Linked DNA regions of Mus musculus: region 1 is linked to region 2. The links are chromatin contacts, called in public HiChIP or PLAC-seq maps. All regions are on one chromosome and are shown on one strand. Each heading gives the region's core, a stretch centred on a gene start, on an enhancer-like site or on the middle of the called end of the contact. The rest is flanking DNA. Distances are from core to core; before and after follow the strand shown.

Region 1 (4,078 bases), core at 416-2,915, 280 kb after region 2:
TGTAATTAGGCTTCACTGCTTTCTGCCAGGATGCTCTGCCTCTCAGGCTCAAAACAAGGGAGCCAAGAGACCATGGACTGAACCCTCCAAATTGGTGAGCCAAGATGAACCTGTTTCCTCAACTGGTGATGCTCCAAGCATTGTGTCTCAACAAAGGAAAGTCCATTAAAATACTTCTACTCAAACAGTTTTCATTACATTAGTCCCTCTCTCTTACTCTGGGTAGACATGCATATTTGCATGTCCTTGCGTACATCTGTGGTCTGGTGCACATGCATGTGGAGGCCAGAAGTTGATGTTGGGTTTCTTTCTTGTGCGTGCGTGCACACCCTGTGAGAAAATCACTTGCTGCCATCATGTATGACAATCAGAGTTCAAGCCCTAGAACCCACATTATGGAAGGAGAGAATGAAATTTCCTTGTCTTCTGCCTTCTACAGGCATTCTGTAGCATGTGTGTTCTATCCCACATACATACATACACATACAAACTAAGAATGTAATTTTTAAAAAGCTTGAGTATCCCTAGTCTGATTAAACCCAACCTCTAGATTTATACCACACCTATTCAACTCCATCAGCTGGTCCCAGGAGAATCTCACTAGATTCCAGTTTAATCTTGTTCAGGTAGGCAGGTTCTACTACACTGCAGCTTAGAGCACACACTGGTGAGCACTATCTACACGACTGTAATGCCTTCCTCACTTTCTGAGGGTGAATATCCAGAATATTATATGATACACAATGTGTCCTGTGTGGATGACTAACAGCTCTCCCAAGAACAAACAACAGCTGGAAAGAATTCTAAAGTGTCAATTCTGTTGACCCTGAGGCTCTGAGGTGAACCTGCCTCACCTCCTTGCACACTAAATGAGTGCTTACCCTCCAGCCTCCTGTTTAATTTCACTTTTTGTTTGTTTTTACTTATTTGAGACAGGGTTACTTTAGGTAAACCTGACTGAACTGGAACTCAGAGATCTGCCTGCATCTGCCTCCCAAGTGCTGGGATTAATAAAAGTGTGTGTACCACCACTTGGCAAATTTCAGTATGTTTTTATAAATGTCCCTCATAATCTTTATGCATGCTAAAATATGAGACCCTCTCCAGTGGAACAGATGGGAAAATAAAGAACCCAACAAGCAGAGACAAGCAAGATTGGACTTTGAGAGGTTTCTCTTTTTTACCCACTTTTTAAAATATATTTTTATTTATTCTTGAAGACTTTCATGCATGTATACAATGTCTTTTGGTAACACCAGTGGGCAAACAGGACTTTCAAAGGGTCAGTGGAGAAAGTCTGTGAGCAGCTTCACTTCAAACGCCCCTTCCTCCAGCCTTCAGTTAGGCTGCCTGCATCAGCCTATTGATACTCTCTTCAGTTAGGCTGCCTGCATCAGCCTGTTGATACTCTCTTCTACCTCTGACAGCTTCTTCAGGATTTGCTTGACTTTAACTTCATCAAATTCCAGACACAAAAATTCAGATTCCTGTAAAACACAAAAAGATGTTTAAGGAAAAACCTGCAAGACAGCAGTAGTGGTTTGAATGAAAATGGCCCCTAGGCACATACATTTGCATCCAGATGATGAGCAGGATGGGAAGGACTAGGAGTGGCCTTGCTGGAGGAAGTGTGTCACTGGAAATGGGCGTCAAGGTTTCAAAAGCCCAAGACCAATCTCCTTCCTCCACACCCCCTCTCTGCCTGCTGATCAGGATATAAAGCTCTCAGCTACTGCTCCAGCACCATGCCTGCTTGCTTCCTGCCGTGATGATCATGAACTAACCCTCTAAAACTGTACTTAAGCCCCCAAATGTAATGCTTTGGTAATAGTGTCTCCTCACAGTGACACAACAGTGACTAAGACTCGAGCTCTAGCTAAGGTTCTTTATCTGGCATGAGCAAGGTGCAGAGGCCCAGGGCCTAGCACAGCAAACCAGACTCCAGGCCTTTAAGCCTGTGTGATATTTTACCATACAAAGCATATCCACAGTATCCACAATAAAACACAAGCGTAAACAGAGACAGATGCCCTTGTTCTCATTATGAGAGGCTCTTCTGTCTGGCAGCTCAATTGACATGGTATAAATTTAAGGTAGGTACCTAGGTATTGCTACTTTGTGGATGAGAACTCTGAGGTCAGGAAAGGTTAACTTCCATCTAGAAATCTTTTAAATGACACAAGTCAGATAATTGAATTCTCAGCTCTGGCTGGCTTCAAAGTCAGTGCTGTCCCTACTTATATAATAATAAAAGAATTGTGATTTGTCTCTAGTTATCCTGGGCCATCTGCAACTCAGGCTAAAAAGAAATTGTGATAGGTTCACTGGGAAGTTTTAGATAGAAAACTATAAAGGATGACCAGATTTTGAAGTAGTAATAGATATTTCTCAGGTCCTTCTCCACGCAGTAAGACCTCTCTCACAAGATCTCCCTCCAATAAAGTCCCTTCAGTCACTCAGGATTGGTGAGCCAATCTAGGTAGTATCAAAAAGTAGGGTCTTTGATGTTTGTGTGGCAGAAATCTCACATGGCCCAGGTAACCCTAACTCTATATGGCCTTAAACGAGAAGAGCAAATCCAAGATAGTCTTTCCTACCTCATGAACAGTAACTTTAGACTAACATAAATGCTTACAGGTCTTACTTTCTAGAATATGAAATTAAGTTCTAGGTATGTCAAGGGACATGCCTAATGGCCTCTTGTCTGTTACAGGCAGAATCACAGGATTAATATTCTTATCTGTACATTTTCCTCTCTAAACATTAAAAGGGATCAAAATATCCTACCCCAAGAGTCTCTACTCTGATAAACGGATTGTTCTGAATTGAAGGTAACTGAGAATCATGGGATCCCTTGCTGGAGCTGCTTCTATCTGATTAAAGCAAAAACCTTCTGAGAAACGAGGAGCATGGGAGGAGACACAGTTGGCATAAAGTACAGGAACTCACTGACTAACCCTTGTCTACTGCTGTTCTTCTTGTCACTAACTGCTCCTAGGAGCCTCACTTATTGCTTTTCATAAAAAAGGTGTATAACCTTTTCAAGCCTGTGAGTTTTCAGTTTCAGTTTTCAGGTGTATGTGTGTGTGTGTGAGTGTGTGAGTGTGTGTGTGTGTATGTGTGTGTGTGTGTATGCACACACACATGTACAAACACATATGAAAGCCAGAGGTCAACCTGTGCTGTTGGTCCTCAGACATTTACCTTGGCTTTTGAGACAAAAATCTCTTAGTGGCAGGAGCTCACTGAGGGCAGGGCTGGTCTTCTGTCTTTCCAGCATGGTGATGACAAGCTTATGCTAACACACTTGGCTGTCTCAGGTGGGTTCCTCAGATTGAACTCAAGCCTTTCCATGCACTTTACTGACTAAACCATCCCCTAATCCCATAACTGTGACTCCCCCCACCCCCACAGGGCTTCATTCTCTGTGAAGTTCTAGCTTGCCTAGAACTTGTTATATAGACCAGGCTGGCCTCAAACTTAGAGTGATCTGAGTGCCTCTACCTCCTGAATGATGGGGGCAAAGGTGTGAACCACCACATCTGGCCTTTAAATTGATTTTTAACTGATAATGAAAACATTAAAAAGTTTAGATTTATTGGGTACCATGGGATATTTTGAAACTTGCATACACTGTCTAATGCTTAAATCAAGTCAAACATATCTATCTCATTTTTAAATGGTGAAAACACCAGTTCTTTCTTCTAGCCGTTGGAAATTGCAATGTATTGTCTATAGACATTTAACTGTGAAAGATCTTGCTCCCACCTATAACTTGGGACCCATTGGTTAAACTCCCCCTTCCATCCTCTCCAGCCTCTGGGTCACTGACACCCTGCTCTCACCTTCTGTGAAATCAACTGTTTGGGTGCTCAAGACTGAATCCAGGGCCTTATGCAAGTCACGCACGCATTTTACTACTGACCTGCAGTGACAACGAGATGGACTTGTATGCATGTGTGGGGGTGTGTACATGCCACGTCACACATGTGGAGGTCAGAGAATAACCTCACCTGTCAGTCCTCACCTTCCATCATTTTAAATATGTTTTACATATTTGGGGTGGGGGCAGGGCACA
Region 2 (3,918 bases), core at 387-2,886:
CAAGATGGGTTTCAGGGCAATAGCCCAACTCTTTTTTAGATCAATGTAGCAGTGATTTCCCCCACCAGCAACCCACTGGTGTAATGCTATCTTCACTTTGTTATTTCATTCATTCATTCTGTTTTATCTTTTCTTTTTTTCGTTTGTTTGTTTGTTTGTTTGTTTGTTTCTCGAGACAGGGTTTCTCTGTATAGCCCTGGCTGTCCTGCAACTCACTTTGTAGACCAGGCTGTCCTTGAACTCAGAAATCCACCTGCCTCTGCCTCTATTTTATCTTTTTGTGATACTGGGAATCAGACCAGACCCTCCCACATTTCTTACTTTTTGTTTTGAGGCTCAGGCTGTGCTTGAGTTGACCATCTTCCTGTGTCAGGGATCACAGGCCTGGGCCACCAGACTTGGCTCTATGCTGTCCTTTATGATCCAGAGAGACAAAGGAACAGAACTGTACATTGTTCACGTCCTACCTTGGCAAGAGCCCCAGCTGGAAGCCAGTACATGCCTCTTAATGCTGTAGTTCGTGCAATACTATATCTAGCCTGGTTCTTGAGCCTTCTTCAAGGCAGGCCTGGGACCTCACCCCAATCTAAAATACCTGGGTGTATCCAACTGGAGCAGTTGAGACACCACCCTGCATTCTTCTGTCTCTAGCCTACCCAGCCTGAAGTTGCTTGTATTGTAATGTTAAGTGCAGACCACCACCACCCCCACCACCCCCACCTAGAATCTACATATAGCCCTAATGACCCCAAGTTAATTCTGATTGGTGAATAAAGATGCCAACAGCCAATAGCTTGACAGTAGAGAAGTAGGTGGGGTTTAGGTTTCACAGGCTTGGCAGTAAAGGACTATGAAGAATTTAGAGCTTATTGTAAATATAAAGGCTGAGAGTGCGACTTTTACTGGGGAACTAGTTGGTTTAAGGTGGGGTTGAAACCATGGGCTTAGATTTTAAATGATTTTCTACAACAACCCAGCTCTTGCCTAGCTGCAGTTGGCCTTCTAAGCTGCTCCCTGGAGTGTCTGGATGCTGCGCAGGAAGCTGCTGGCACAAGGTCAGAGCTTATGTCGCCCGCCTTGTGTCTCCAAAGCCCTTAAAGCCAGCTCAGTTGCAGTTCCTAGGGAAAATGTCCCCTCTACCCCTCTAAAATCAAAATGAGGGTTTGATACACTGGAACAGATGACCAAATACGCAGCACAGAGATACACGCTGTGCACAGGGGCAGCTCAAGAAGGGGATCACTCACGAACGCTTCCTCAGTGGCATGGGAAATCGGGGAATCTAGCCATCCTGAGAGGTAGTGAATAATTTTCAAGGTAACTGAAGGTCCCAAAGACAAACAATAGAGGTAAATTAATCTCTCTGGTGTGGGCCAAAGCTGCAGGCAATAAATAGCCTGTGACAAAGTCTGAGTGTGATGACGTCCCTGGGCCTTCCCTGGTTGGCAGCATCTGTGGGAGGAAATCAAAGGCAGCTGTATCCTTTGGCCAACCTGATCATTAGGTAGATCAGAGACTACTTTTTTACTTTTTTTACTTTTCAAAGTAAAGCCTGTTCCAGCCTCTGCTGACCCAGGTACCTTTCATCAGCAAGTCAACATACCAGAGTGCTACATTTGGGAGGTAACATTCCTCGGATTCCTTCGACAAGTAAACGCCTTCTGTCTACAGAGCAGGCTCCTACCTGTCACTTCAGAAGCCATGGTCCCACCTCCAGAAACTTGGGGCCCTCGATACTTTCTTTCGTTCAAACTACTTTACAAGTTTTTTCTCCTATAATGTTCATAAAACACAGGCCCCTGCAAGCTCTGCTGTGTACCAGTCACCCTATTATCACAACCAAACAATAGAAAGGATATCACAGGCTGGAACCACACAGTCCAGTAGTCTCTCACAAAATGCCAAGTAGGCAGAGAATGGAATCACCCCTTTTTAAATATTAAGGAGACAAATGGCTAGAGTTTAAAAAGATGTGTGTGTGTGTGTTCGAAAGTGCATGCATGTACATGTCTGGCATGTGTGTTTGCATGTGTCTGTGCATGTTTCTTCTGTTTATGGTTGAGGTGTATAGCAGAAAAGCACAGACAATGGCCAAAAGAAAATCAAGACAGAATCTCTTCATAAACTAAAAGGCACAGCTGAGTAAGCTGCACCCGGAGACGCAGGGGAAAGCAACTGGGAGCCCCTCTCCGGCCCACAGGGAGGAGAGAAAAGTGCTGAGGGTGCGTTTTCCAGAGCAGGTTCCCAGTTCCTCAGTCAGTCACCCCATCACTGTGAGTCCTGAGATCTAGACAATGCCTCAACCTCTGGTCCAGCCCTCTTCTTAGCAAGATCATAAGGGAGGTGTCAAGATCACGAGACCGTGAGACAGGAAGTAAATGTCTCCACAGGTGATCTATCTGCCTTTTGTCACATGGCAGTTTTATAACAGCAGGAGAAGCTGCCCACGATTAGTAGAAACTTCCTGAAAGGGATGAGGGAACCATCGCTCTAGGCTGACTCAGAAGTCCACATCAATTATCAACTTTCTAGCGCAAGTCCTTTCTTGATATTATATTTGGCAAAACACTATTAAAAAAAAAATCTAGAGTCACAAGAGAACCTGAGGAACAACTGCACGCTCTGGCTAACTCCTGTCTGTCTACTGTGATCAGTCAGGAGCCCCATCCCAAGGACATGCTCTAAAACTAGGGCTTGCAAAAGAAAATCAGAGTGGCAGAGTTCTCTAGCACATTATTTTCCCATGTGTTCCAAAATCTGGAGCCGTCGGGAAGTGTTTGCTTAGGTGTTTGTGGCCAAAGGCACTAACATGTTATCTGGAAGCTGGCCTGCTCGTGTTTTGTAGGAAAATTCTAGCAATTCCTAAGCATGTAAAGGGTCATGCTATCCGTGGGCGAGGAGCATGCATGACATCGAGGATGCAGCAGTGGCTGGTGTCATTCAGAAGAACTAGGTTTGTCAGACCACTGTCCAATGGCCAGGCCCCCACTCTCCAGATTGTCACTAGATTCCACTACCACCCTTCTCCTCTCTTGCTCATCTCTGTGTTAGTCCCTAAGCACACCGGGTACAGCCCTGTCCCAGGCTTCCCTGTCACCTGGAAGCCTTTCTCCCCAGTGACTCTCTCCACGTCTTCTCACTGAAGCCTTCCCTCACAGCCTCTGAAAGGCTGTACTCTTCGTACACGCTTTACTCTGTGATTTTCCACATGTAGCACATCAACCCATCGATTCAACCCTTTACCTTGTCTCTCTCACTCCACTGAAATCCACAAGGGAAGGGATTTGCAGTTTAGGTTTGCCCTTGAATTTGCAGTGTCTAGAACAGTGGTGACCCCATAATGGAAATGTAATGAGTGTGTTGCATGAATGGATGAGTTAGGAGTAAACGTTTCCTTGGGCTGAGAGTTGAGCATAACTGTCACAATGAAGACTATGAAACATCATGGACCAGAAGCTGGTCCTCCAGGTGTGTGCAAGTGTGTTCATGTGTCATCATGCATGGTGACACACATCTGGAGATCAGATAACACTTGTGGGAGTCATTCTCTCCTTTTATCCTGTAGATCAGACCGTCAGCCTCCGAAGCAGTGCCTGTATCCACTGAACCAGCTCATCAAGAGCTTGAGACGTATGGGATGTGAAATGTGTGAGATGCGAAAGGAGAAGGAAGGACTCTCTGGGGAGGAAGAAAGGTAACAGAAGGACAGAAGGAAGGAGGAGGGCAGTGGGGTGAGAGCACTAACAATGAAGTTTAAGAACATATATGCATGTAAGTTCCATAATGTCAACTTTACAATGTAATCAAGAAAAGATCTTTATTTATTTTGACTCACTGTTCTGGTCCAAGGTCAAGAGGCTACATCTGCCTTCTATCTGGCAGAGTCCGAAGGTGGTACAGGACATCACAGCTCTAGAG

Evidence for each region. HiChIP or PLAC-seq counts read pairs in DNA pulled down with a chosen protein or histone mark.
Region 1: an H3K27ac HiChIP or PLAC-seq map of embryonic stem cells shows a contact between it and region 2, with 6 read pairs. The contact joins two enhancer-like sites. A contact is called at or near these places in 1 of 484 Hi-C or Micro-C datasets (bone marrow-derived macrophages), 9 of 115 datasets of contacts at active chromatin or transcription factors (acute myeloid leukemia, a beta-TC-6 cell line, craniofacial prominence and 5 more) and 1 of 9 other capture datasets (embryonic stem cells).

What each region holds. Positions count from the first base shown.
Region 1 is chr11:22,898,571-22,902,648 of GRCm38.p6, forward strand. Commd1 (COMM domain containing 1) reads right to left here. Exons shown (of 3, transcript NM_144514.2): 3 at 1,158-1,487. The coding sequence ends at 1,380. Among named protein-coding and RNA genes, the nearest start is that of Gm24917, 32 kb to the left of the region's middle. Within about 2 kb of position 1,666, at least 7 of the 459 cell types and tissues checked have an H3K27ac peak or open chromatin away from gene starts, as enhancers often do. A contact at or near this core is called in embryonic stem cells, where this site is marked.
Region 2 is chr11:22,620,470-22,624,387 of GRCm38.p6, forward strand. No RefSeq gene overlaps it. Among named protein-coding and RNA genes, the nearest start is that of Gm12052, 11 kb to the left of the region's middle. Within about 2 kb of position 1,637, at least 39 of the 459 cell types and tissues checked have an H3K27ac peak or open chromatin away from gene starts, as enhancers often do. A contact at or near this core is called in embryonic stem cells, where this site is marked.